2 separate regions of the Sus scrofa genome follow, and region 1 is linked to region 2. The links are chromatin contacts, called in public Hi-C maps. All regions are on one chromosome and are shown on one strand. Each heading gives the region's core, a stretch centred on a gene start, on an enhancer-like site or on the middle of the called end of the contact. The rest is flanking DNA. Distances are from core to core; before and after follow the strand shown.

Region 1 (6,429 bases), core at 1,569-4,068, 64 kb before region 2:
TTCTCACGAGCCCTGGGGGAGAACCCGGTCTCCCGCGAGGCCCCGCGGCTCTGGTTCCCTCCTCAGGCTCTAACGCCTCTGTTCCCAGAACGCGTTCCACTAGAAAAACTGTAACGAAGGGATTTTCTGTTTCGTTGAAGTGGGAGAAACCAGCAGAGTGTGAACCCACTTTTAAAATGTAGCTTGGATGTAACTTCTCTCTTTCCAGTCTCAAGGAGTGAGAGATGGCGCTGGCAGTGCTGGTGGTGCTGGCGGTGGAGACAGCGAGCATGGATGGAGCCCAAGGGACGTTCCAGGCAGTTTTCCGTGTGTGAGCTCATTGAATTCTCACAACGACCCTATCCAGCAGGTACTGTCTTTATCTTTATTTACCACAGGGGAGAACTGGGGTACAGAGAGGTTAAGTAACGTGGACAAGGTCACACAGCCAACAGGCGGCAGAGCTGAGATACAAATCCAGAGGGTGCAGAGGGCACAATGGGAGCCTTGAAGAAATGAGCATTAGGAAAAATAAGTTTTGGAGAAATCTTTCACCAAGACAAACAGAGAGAACGCAGGCCCAGAAAAGTGCAGCGGGACACGGGGAGGGGAGGACGGGAGGACGGGCGGCGTCCCACTGCCGAGTCCCTTCAGGGCCTCGTCGGGAGCCCTGAGGAAGCGTTTCCCAGGCCTCTTGTTCTTGTACCCACTTCACTCAAAACCTCAGCTCTGCTACCTGATGCGGCCGCTAAAGGCTGCTGCTCTCAAGTCGGGTCACCCGGATCTAATGCTGGGGTTCTGGGCGCCACCACTACCGTGGTGTTTAGTGTCCCGTTTCGCACCAGGACGGGCATCACGTCGTGCAGCCACGCTGCCCCCGTGTGACGACGCCCAGCTGTGGTCACACACAGCGAGTTACACGCAGCGCCCGGCTGGGGCTCACCACACGCTCACACTCTCTGCCACCGCCCCTCCTGCCGGCCGTGACTGTGTCGGGCACCCTCTGCTGGGTCTGCCCGCCCTGGGGCACCGGTTCCATTTCCTGCTCAGCAGCAATTAATTTTTTTCCACCATAAAGTGTGTAATAAGGTAAAGGCAGCACCAAAGCTCGGCTCCGAGGTCGGTTTGTATTTCTGCTTTTTACGCTGCGTAGAAGAAAGGCAGGAAACTCCGAGCTGTGCCCCACAGTTATCCTTCGGTCCAAGGAGAGACCACAGGCTCACAGGACAGTCCAAGTCAGTGGGGCGCGGTAGCTCTTGGAACGACACGAGGTGGCAAACACACAAGGTGACAATTTGGGGAGTGATGTCCCCTCGTTCTTTCAAGTCCTCTCCCCTCCTGTCTCGGCAGCGTGCATCCAGCCTAGCAAGGTGCCGGGGCCACACGAATGAGTGAATGGGGCGGGGGTGTCTTTGGACACGGCCGTGACTGACTGCGTTGCCGACAGTTGCAGAGGCCCTGAAGATCAATGACGGCTTACCCGGTCGGGAGGTGTTAGGCCAGGCAGAGGGAAGGAAGAGATCCATACGGATACATTCTGACGACTGTAGGAAACAGGATGCAGTCCGTCAGTTGTCAAACCACAGCCCTGGTCCCCAACACCGCATTGGGAACACTGCGTCTGGAATCAGGAACATCGACCTTCCAAGGTCATTGAAGCCCAACGGCAGGGGGATGTGACTGGAAACACAAGTGGATTCCATTCACGACCACTAGGTGGCGCCTGTTCTAGGCGGTGCAAAAGGGCTTGTTCCATCTTGGAGCTTCCGGCAGCCTGGCCCCAGAGCAATCAAGGTCCGGCTGGGTGGGTAGAGGGCGTGGCCAGGGCCAGCACTGCCAGGCTTGGTTTAAGGAGCCAGTGTCCTGGGAGGGGACTGGATTCCTGATTCCCAGGTGAGCTCACCCTATCTAAAACAGTAGCCCTGCCACCACCTCCGCATTCTCCCTCCTTTGTCCTTTCCTGTCTTCTCTGAGACAGTTATCACACTAGTTATTTTCTGTCTCCTCCCACTAGGATTTAAACTCCACAGGAGGATTTTGCCCGCCACAGCACGGCCCGCTCCTCCATACCCAGCACTTTGTAAACCCGAAGCAAACATGCTGCATAAATGAATGAGTTCGCAAACCTGTAACAAAAAGAATTGTCCCTGACTAAGGTCTGGAGCCCATTCTCCTAAAGAGATTGTGTGGAAACCAAGCGGGCTGAGCTGTCACCACTGCTCAGCGAAGGTGGGTTGAACGTGTACCCCTTCCATTCAGCTAGAGCAACCTGCCTGTGAATTAGGGGGTTTCACGTGCCAACCCTATTTTGATCCTGCTGTGCTCTCTGCAAGTGGTCCCGGCTGCGCAGTTAGGTCTTTCTGGCTGTCAGTCACAGGAGCAGCCTTGCAGGCCACAAGGCCCTGAGGTTGGTCTCCTGCCAGCTGATCAGGGATGCCCGAGGGAGGAGGAAAGGGCACCACAAATGCTCAGGAGCCCCTTGAGCTGGGTTCAGAGCCCCTGGAGCAGAAGGCAGAGGACGCCTCACTCGGGGCTTCTCGTTTCCTGCGGATGGACACCCAGGACCTGCACTCGGAGGCAGCTGATGGCTTACCTGGCACGAAGGCCGCAGGTAACCAGCTCCCCTCGACTTGGTGAGGAACCACTTTACTCCAGCCTCACCAGATCCCTGTACCGCCCCAAAGTGGCCGAGAGTGATGCAGACATGGGTAAGGCTCTGGGAACCCATCCTGCTGTGTGAACGGAAGCAGAGGTGCTGCCGGGCCAGTGAGAAGCATGCCTTCTGAGCGGAGGAGGAGATGGAGGCGGGCCTGGTGGAGCCCCGGGTCCCCTAGGGCCCAGCCCTCAGCCACAGCGTGGGCAGCAGCCCTGGGGCATCCTCCGGCAGACGTCTGTGCGTCTGGGCTCTATGCCATGCGGCCGCTGCCTGCCCCAAGTTTCCACATGACGATTAGAAAATCACCTGCAAACCTAAATCCAGCGCCTACAGCCGACACACTTAACAGCTCAGAGAATGACTCAGAGGAAGCCGTTTTCCGAAGTGAGGATGAGCACCCGTTAGTGTGAAAGGCGGCCATTCTCTTATCAGCACCGGCCACTCAAGGGAAAGGGGGCGAAAGCTGGAAAAGCAGCTCTTGAGTAAATGCCCGAGAACACGCCCCCAGCGGGAGGGCGTGGGGGCTGCACAGACGCGGCCCCACGGAGGATCCCAATTCGCTGCAGAACCCGCTCGCGGGGGGGGGGGGGGGGGCAAGCAAAGCTCCGCCCTCTTCCTGAGACGTAACCAGCTGCGCCGGTAGGTTCTGTCCCTGTGGCCACACGGGGAACTCAGAGTTCCCTGGTCTTTTTTTTCTTTTTTGCCATCTCTTGGGCCACTTCCACGGCATATGGAGGTTCCCAGGCTAGGGGTCGAATAGGAGGTGTAGCCACCAGTCTATGCCAGAGCCACAGCAACTCGGGATCCGAGCCGCGTCTGCCACCTACACCACAGCTCACGGCAATGCCGGATCCTTAACCCTCTGAGCAAGGCCAGGGATCGAACCCACAACCTCATGGTTCTTAGGCGGATTTGTTAACCACTGCGCCACGATGGGAACTCCCCCATGGTCTTTTTTCATCTGCGTACTTTTCCCAGGTGACCTCGATCCACCTCATTCTTCGCTCTGTGACCCTGAGATTCCGAGTCTCCCCTGAGCTCTCGCAGGACTTCGCAGAACGAGGCGCCCACCTGAAGCCTTTATCTGGGTCTCTAATAGACAGCTCGGGGCCAAAACCGAACTCACCAAACTCTTCACCTTCTCTCCTCTTCCACCGTTTCCTTATTGCACAAGAAATCCTCCAAAGCCTGGCACCTCAAAACAACAGCAATCACTGATCTAGCTCACCAGTCGGCCGTTTTGGTGCAGCTCGCAGGGACAGCTCAGCGAAGCATCAGCTGGAGAACCTGTTCCTAAGGCGTTCATTCACCCCGCTGGCAAGTTTTGCTGCTGTCACCCGGGAGTCAGCTGGGCAGTGGGGGAGGGGAGGGGTGGTTCCCCGAGGCGTGGTGTCCGAGGTCCTGGATTTCCCAGAGAGAGGAAGTGGAAATTGTCTGACCTCCTGGGGCCAGGAAGGGATAAAGCCTCACTCCTGCCATTAACAGTGGTTAAGCCATCGCAGACCCCAGGTTCAAGGGGAGGGGTGAGACACCCCCCAGCTTGCCCCGGAAGGAGCATCAGAGAGTTTGTAGACAGGTTTTTAAACCATCACAGGTCCCACACCGGCTCCTCCCAAAGCCTTGTCCATCTGCTGCCTGCTCAGGCAGCTCGGGGTCACCTTCGGTTGCTCTTTTTCCCGCCCCTCACGTCTGGACCTCAGCAAGCGCTGTTGACTCTCTCCCCAGACACGTGCAGAACCCTTCTGCTCGCTTCCTCCGCTGTGACCAGCCCGTCCCGGGCAACCTCACCTCCCACCGGATGACTGCTTGGTTGGCAGTCGTTTGAGAACTGCTCTCTGCATCCACGCCCACTTTCTGAAACCTATTCTTTGTACAGTAACCTGAGCTATCTTTTAAAAACATGAGTCAGATCATCCCACTTTTCTGTCGAAACCCCTTCCAAATGCTTCACGGTGTGTTTAGAATTAACCCCCAAGCCTGCCTTCCGGATTCCAAAGCCCACGGTGCTCCGGCTGCCGTCCAGCTCCCTGCCCGTCTCGTGCCATTTGCCTTCTTGCTCGTCTGTGGTCCAACACGTGCTTGTTCCTGTCTGATGGGAACTTGGCTTCTCTCTCTCTGGAATGTTCTTACCCCTGATTTCCCCAAAGCTGGCTCCTTCTCACAATTTATTTTTCAGCTGAAATATCATTTACCCAGAGAGACCCCCCCCCCGAGTTCCCAAACCTCAGGTAGCCAGGCAGCCATCTGTTACACTAACCTCTTTTAATTTTCAACATAGCCCTTATCTCTAGCTGATACTTTTCATATTGATTGATTCGCTGTCTGTCTCCTCCCTCCACAAACTCAAAAATGACAAGACCTTGTCTGTGTCGTCACTGTGCGTCCCTATGGCCTAGAACAGTGCCTGGCAAAAGGCAGATTACAACAACTATTTACTGACTGAGCAGGTGGCAACAGCAGCCCCCGCCACCGAGTCTTCCGACAGGACCACGGCATCTCTCAGGGTGGTTGCTGGGTATGGAGACGAGGCTCCAGGGGGGCCTCAGTGGCTCATGCACGGTTGGCTCCGGAGGGTGCTTCAGAGCCCCGGCTTCTGCGGCCTCCTTCCTGCCCCGTGCACAGCCGTCCCTAGCCTTCCTGTGAAGTCAGCAGTACGGAGTTAGTCTTAACCACTGAGCTGCCAATTCTTTGGGCAGGATGGCGCAGTTGAGCTCAGCAGCCCTCCACGTCGGTCAGGTCAGCAATGTGTCCACATTACATTGGAATGTTCACCTTGGCCAGGCTCAGGCACACAGGCCAAGTGCCGGCTTACAAATTCCAAGTACTTGTATTAAAGACTATTTTTTTTAAATGAAGACGTCAAAATTTTGAGGAAAGACAGAAATGGGTACTTAGGACCATCCAAATAAAGAATAAATATTTGATTCTGGCTTTAAAAACCATCCATGTTATTTGTAGGTTAAAAACACCACCAAGGTAAAAAGTGAATTTAACAACAAATGAGATAGTCTTTGTTTTTTTCAAAGCAGTTGTTAATCACTTTTTGGGACTTTGGTGTGCAAAAATGATCAGGCACAGAGTTTGTTGCTGAAATAAATCACGGGCTGTGTGTGGGCAGCCCGTTCATTAGGGAACCGGTAGCTTGCTTGAGAGAATTCTTTTAGTCACTACAATGAGGTTGGGTTTTTGTTTGTTTTTGTTATTGTTTTTTTTTTTTTTTTTTGGCCTGTGAATTTCAATTTTTTAAAATGCAGTCCTCAAAAGACAAAAAAAAATAAAATAAAATAAAATAAAATGCAGTGATACTGAAAAATCAAGTTCCCGGGGGAGAGAGTGATTGTGGGGCCCCGGCTGCAGAAAGCAGGCGGCCTCGCGGTGCTTAGAGGCCGGGCTCTGTGTAGCGGCTCCTGGCAGCGCCCTGACCACAAAGGGAGCCCGAGCACCCCTAGCAGTGTGCCTTGCACCCTTGGAGCCGAGTCAGCCTCTGAGCTCGGAGGAGCGGGGAGGGCAAACGCGACAGGCTGGTCTGCACGTCGCGCCTGGGCCTGGCTCGCCAACTCGGGGTGCGTGAGATCTGTTCAAGGGGACGGACGCTCATCCGCCGGGGAGGTCTCGTCGGGCCTGAGCTCCCCAGGCCCTGCCGTGGTACCCGCGGTGCGTAAAGGCGCATCTGCAGGTGTGAGAGCAGACCTCGCATTCGCTGCGAGGCGGGAGCTGGCAACAAGGAAGGCCCCCGAGGTCCAGGTCGCGAGGTCCGTGCAGGCGCTTAGCTCCGCTCTCTCAGGCTTCCCGCC
Region 2 (6,002 bases), core at 1,193-3,692:
GAGCGTGCAGTGACTGGAGGTGACAAAGGGAACTCTGTTTTCCCCGAGCAGGGTCCCCACCTGTGCGAATCCCAGCACCGAGAGCGGAGCCTTCGACACGGTCAGGGGGCGGCACGGAGGGACTGGCAGAGACACGGCTCTGAGAGAGGGAGCCCTTTGGCCTCGCAAGATGCCGAGCAGACGAACCTGACCGGGAACCTGAGCGGGACACGCCTCCCCGGAGGGGAGAGGAAGCTTTGCTCCTGGTGCACAAAGGAGACTGCAGACACGAGGATTCCTCACCCCACCAAAGGGGGGCCCGGGAGACGGAGGGAATGGGAGACGCGGGGCTGGGGACCGAGCTAGGCTGGGATCTGACCTTCTTTCGCCCGCAGGCCACCTGTGCGAGCGTGCCCACAAAGCCTTTCCCAATCCCTGCGCGCCTCCGTGTCCCCATCGGTCGAATGAGAGATGGGACTGGCTCAGAGCGCCCCGGAGAGCCCTGCCAGCTCCCACATCCACGGGTTCCATGCCCCCGAGCAGCCCCTCCTATGAGAGTCCAGCCTGTGGCCCGTTCTCAACCTCAGAGTTCCTGAGAGGGGGCCGACCCCCAGGGGCCCAGAGCACAAAACGGCCGAGTCCAGACTTGAGGATCTCAGACCTGGAGCCCCAAGGACTGAAAACATCCCTCTGCACACGTCTTTCCAGGGCAAACCTGCAGCTCCAAATGAGGCAGGTTCTTGGCGTCGGTCCAAAGCCTGGCAGGTCACAATGCCAAACTGGAAAAGTCATGGAAAGACAGCCGCCGGAGCCTCACGCGAGAGCAGGCCCTGGCACTCCAGCTCCGGAGTGAAAGTGCCAGCTGCCTCAGGGAGGCGCCAGGCCAGCCTTGCTCTGGTGGCATGGCTCTCCCGACCAACAAGGCTGCTGACCTTCTGCCCCCTAAGCTGAGTGACTCGGGACCAAAAGATACGAACGTGCCTTTCGTTGTTGTTGTTGCTTTTAGAAGCTAGACAAAAGGACAATGCAGAAGCAGATAAAACAGTATGACCAGCCCTCAGGAAGACCCGATGTTCCCTGTCTCTTAAGGATCTGAAATGCGCTGCAGGGAGGGGCTGATGTGCTGGGGGGGGGCAGAGCAGCACTTTCACCAACATGAGCGGCCAGTGCAAGAGCTAAGGAAGCTTCCGCCGCTGGCGCCCCTCTGCTGGTCCCCAAGTCACTTACCCTCACACCGCCTGCCCTCCCCCTGGTAGCCAGGCCCACAGGAGCACTTGTGGGAGGTGGGTGTGTTCTGACACAGGGCATTGGTGTGGCAATCGTCCACCCCCTGGGCATACCCGTCCACATCTGCAAAACAGCACGGCAGCTCCTGGTAGGGTGTCCTAAGCCCTGGGTGGCCTGGCCCTGACCCCTTCCTGGCAACACCAGCTAAACCGCTTGGGAGCTCCTGGGATGAGCCTCCAGGCCCGGTTTCCAGGCACACCCTGCGCCCTCTGCCCAGGGTGCCCTCTGCCTGGGATGCCCTCTACAATGGCCTTCAGGACTCTGCTCAGACCCACCTCACCTAGGAAGCCTGTCATGACCCGGGAGTGTCAGAAGGCGACCCCTAAGATGTGTCACATATCACACCACCACTTTTCCTGCCTGTCTCCTGGGCTAGACGGCGTCCCGGGACCACAGCGCGGATCTGAGTCCCTGCGGCCTAGGCCAGCGCCTGGCACGTGAGCAGGCGGGGCAAGGGCCCGGCGGGGGAGAGTTGGAGCGGGCACAAGCGCTCTGAGAACAGAGCCGCTCTGCCAGCTTCCTCCGGGTTGGGGTCTGAGGCAACCCTCTGGCTCTGGGCTGGCACACACCCCAGACGCGCCGGGCCCCGGGAGAAGCGCTTCCCGGGCTGAGAGCGCTCCGGGGGCTCCTTCAAAACAAAAGCGTTTTGAAAGTATTTTGATTCCAGTTTGGGTGCAGAACGGGGTCTCGGCCTGTCAAACAGCGGCTGTTGCGCAGGGAGAAAACTCCCCGGGGCGGACGCGAGGCCCGCGGGCCACCTCTGGGCCGCGATGCCGGGGGCGCAGCTGCCTGGACCTCGCGCGGGCCGCGGCCGAGCCCTCGGTTCCCCGCCTCCGCCCGCGGCCGCCCGGCCCGCTCCCCGCGCAGACCGCTAGCGCGCCGGGGGCACGGCCATCGGGGCCGGGGCCGAGGCCGGCCGTGTCCCCAGGCCCCGGGCCTCAAGCCCGTGCGGGGGCGCCGCCTCGGCCCGGCCTGCGGGAGAGCCCCGGGCGAGCAGGACACGCGGAACCCTGCCGCCGCCCCCGCCCCGCGCCAGGTGCGCCCCGCGGCGGGACACTCACCCTCCTCCGGCGGCCCGGGGCCGGCCGCCCGCAGCAGCAGCAGCAGCGGCAGCGACAGCAGCAGCGGCAGCAGCGCCCGCGCCGCGCCCCCGCGGCGGCGGCCTGCGCCCCCCATGGCCCGCGCGGCGGCCCGGAGAAGAGGCGGCGGCGGCGCGGAGAGGTGAGGGCGGCCTGCCGGCCCCCCGCCCCCGCCCCCGCTTCGCACGGACCTCCCCCGCGCCCTCCCGCCCCCGCTCGGCCGAGGGGCGCGGCCGCGGGGCCCGGGCGGGGGCGGGCTCGCCGGGTGCCCCGGGCCCTCGCGCAGGCCCCGCAGCCTGCCGCGCCCCGGGCCCTCGCCCAACCTGTGCGGGGTCCTCCGGCTTGGCCCGGCTCCTCTCGGGAGGACAAACGGCGCTTCTGGCCTGAAGTAGGCGGACACGGGGAGCCCAGCAAGTGTCCTAGAGTCCCCAGATCCCAAAGCCACCTGCAAGGCTTACCTGCCTTTAGTGTGGATGGAATGAGAGCGACCGCAGACTTCAGAGTTGCTTCTCTGCTCCCCTGGCACACCCTGTCTGCCCCTTCCCCATCCTGCCCATCCCAGGCCCCCTTGCACCCCCTGCCCCCCAGTCCTCCCAGGACGGCAGTCCTCTTGTCCTAGCCTGGGGTTCGATGTCTCTTCAGAGCAGCCTAAAAGGCGAAGGGAAAGGAAGCGGGAGGTCGAGGGTGAGGCACCAGGGACAGGAGACCACCCCACTTTGCCTGGGGCACAGGTGGCACAGGTGGCACCAGCTGGACTTGTAAACCTCAGGTCAGCCCAGCTGCAGATACCGGCAGCCACCTGGGTCTGCGAGCAAGGCACCTTTACAAGGAAACACACCTACACAGGGGCACAGGTGACCAGAGCCGCCCCCCCAACCCCCAGCATCAGCCTCTCCCCAGGTAGCAGCAATTCCAAGGTGCGACAATCCACCGTACTCAGGGGTTTGCCTGTGCTTTGAGCTTCTCTGCATTTATTAAATTTTCCCTATGACTAGGTACATCCATACAGGTGTGTGTGTGTGTGTGTATACATTCCTTTGATAATCAGAAAAAAATAAACATCACAAAAAATCCCCACCGAGCTCAGGCACAAAACCTTATCTTCCTGGGGTCCACCGCCCTCCCCGGGCCCCCAGCCCCCTGCCCTCTCCGCTGCTGCCCCGCGGGGCTGGGACTGCCTCTTCGGGTCTTCATTGCTAGCGCCGCTGCTGTCTGCTGGAGAATCTGAGAAAATAAGAACTTTGCTGTGGTTGGTTTGTTTTTGTTTTTGTTTTGACCTCTTCATCCCCAGCGAAGGCAGGCAGGTTTTTTCTTTCCCTCCTCACTCTCGCCCCCTTTTGTTTGGTGCCAAGAGACACTCAGCTATTTCTAGTCCTAAGGGTGGTTTTACACATTTGTAAATCTTCACTAGGTGAACGGTTCTCTCCGTCTTTGTCTTTGTGTCCCTAACAGTGGCCATAAATTACCACCTTCTTTTCTCTCCGCTGCATTAAGCGTCATTGCTTTTGAAATGATCAAAGTTATTTTCCTTTAAAATCCAACCCAAAAGTGCCCACTGTGTGGCACAGACCATTTTGGCTCCAGTCAAAGCATCTAAATACACAAGGCTGCCCAGTCACCTCTCTAGGCGTCTTCTCCAGCCCCTTGTGCCGGGCAAGAAACCAGACACGCTATTCTTTGCCTTCACTGGTCCCCCGAGCTTATATTTTAGTAAGGATACAAAGTAGTTCTAAGACCCAATGTTTTTTTGCCTAAGAGAGTCAGTTTTTGTTGTGTTTCCTGGAAACGTTTACAGCTGGCACAGATCTCCAAAAATGTTCGGAATCCTATTTTGTTTGCCCTAACTTCCATACAGATGTGCTTTCAGCGGGTCAGCTCCTGGATTCCTGCGCAAACCTTTCTGACGCTTCCAATCAGTCAAGATGGTTAATAACTGGGAATTTCCATGGAGGGCTCCAGGGGAAATCTGTGCTCCAACGTCAGGGACCCGCTGCAGGAGGGGCTTGGCGGGCCCAGGGCCAGCGGCTGTCCGCCCTCTATTGTCCCCCTGAGGTCCCCGCATGGTTCCTGAACCTCCCTCTTCCCGCCCCAGGCTGAGAGGCCATGAACCAGACCGGAGGGGACAGGCAGCCCAGCCTGGCCGTCGCACTGGTGGGGGCCTGGGGCCCCAGGAAGACGGCGGAAGCGGAAACCACGTGCAGCTCAGGAGGACTCTGCGTTCGCTGCCCACCTCTCAGTGCCCCACTTTTTCGACTCTTCAGCAGCCTCTGGAAACTCCCTTTAGAAATGCTCTCTCCCTTGGCTCTTGTTTCCCTGCAGCAGGCAAGCTCCTGGTTGTCCTCCTAGCTCTCAGGAAATGCCTCCTCGGTCCTCTTCTGGGGATGCTCTTTCTACATCCTGGCCCTGATGCTCGCTCATTCCCGCGTTCCCGTGAGAGAAATCTCCAGCTCGGATCTCTCCTCTCAGCTTCAGTTCTCTGTATCCAGTTGTCTACTGGATGCCTCCAGCGTGAGCTCCCTCAGATCCAAGATGTTCAAGATGAGAGTTCCCTCTGCGGCACAAAGGGATCAGCAGCATCTCTGCAGCACCAGGATGCGGGTTCCATCCCCCATCCAGCACAGAGGGTTAAGAGGATCTGGTGTTGCTGCAGGATAGGTCACAACTGCTGCTCAGCTCTGATCCCCGGCCCCGGACTCCATATGCTGTGGGGCGGCCAAAAAAGCAAACAAACAAACAGATGTTCAAAGGGCAGTTCACCTTCTCCCTCGAACCCGCCCTTCTCGAGCGCTTCCGCGCTTATATAGAGAGGCCACCAGCATTCTGCAGACACAGCTCAGACACCTGCAGTCATCCCGACTCCACTGGCTCTCTTGGCACCAGAGTCAAACCCTCTCACGATCTCCCTAAACCGCTCTCCTCCTCCAGGCGGGCATCCAGAGCCCAGGGCCCAGCGTCCCTCACCTGGCCTGTTGCTCCTCGTGGGCGCGTCCTCATCCCCCTTTCAGTATCTTCCTCGGGGGCTGCCGGAGGAAGAGGCAAACCTCCTCCCAGCAAGCCCGGCCCCTTCAGGCTCAAGTGCAAACTCCCCTGCTGCAACCACTCTGCTGAACTGCTGGGCAAAATCTACTACAGCAAAACGGACAACCTCCTTCTACGCCTACGAGGAGCTACTTCATATGTTCACCCAAAGACACATGTAACACTGTCCATGACAGCTGTATTCACACTAGCACAGAACTGCAAATAACCCATACCGTCAACTAGACGGTGCAGGGAGTTCCCATCGTGCCTCAGTGGGAATGAATCCAACCAATATTCATGAGGATACAGGTTCGATCCCTGGCCTCGCTTAGTGGGTCTGGGATCCGGCGTTGCCATGAGCTCTGGTGTGGGTCTCGGACTTGGCTCAGATCCCGCATTGCTGTGGCTATGGTGTAGGTGGCTTCAATTCGACCCCTAGCCTGGGAACTTCCGTGTGCTGCAGGTGCAGCCCAGAAAAACACCATTCTCGCTAGTCAAAGGCCTTTGTGATCTGATCCCTTCCTGCCTTGGCAGCTTCTCCCCGCTGACCCCTCGCCCACAGGCCACGCTGATGCTCTCCAGCAACATCAGGCTACTGATACGAAGAGTCGGTGGTGTCCCCTCATCCTCGTTTCC

The links. Hi-C and Micro-C count contacts between places; a contact is called where the count stands out from the background.
Region 1: a contact with region 2 is called in a Hi-C map of retroperitoneal adipose tissue, with 2.1 times the contacts expected there. The contact joins the enhancer-like site here to the promoter of SCUBE2 in region 2. A contact is called at or near these places in 12 of 47 Hi-C or Micro-C datasets (embryonic fibroblasts, epiblast stem cells, heart right ventricle and 6 more) and 1 of 2 datasets of contacts at active chromatin or transcription factors (skeletal muscle).

Annotation. Positions count from the first base shown.
Region 1 is chr9:449,975-456,403 of Sscrofa11.1, reverse strand. It overlaps SCUBE2 (signal peptide, CUB and EGF-like domain-containing protein 2), which reads right to left. Exons shown (of 21, transcript XM_021062256.1): 21 at 1-6,429. Among named protein-coding and RNA genes, the nearest start is that of TMEM9B, 9.4 kb to the left of the region's middle. Within about 2 kb of position 2,818, at least 15 of the 83 cell types and tissues checked have an H3K27ac peak or open chromatin away from gene starts, as enhancers often do. A contact at or near this core is called in omental adipose tissue and retroperitoneal adipose tissue, where this site is marked.
Region 2 is chr9:386,246-392,247 of Sscrofa11.1, reverse strand. SCUBE2 (signal peptide, CUB and EGF-like domain-containing protein 2) reads right to left here and starts at 2,442. Exons shown (of 21, transcript XM_021062256.1): 1 at 2,328-2,442; 2 at 1,207-1,329. The coding sequence starts at 2,442.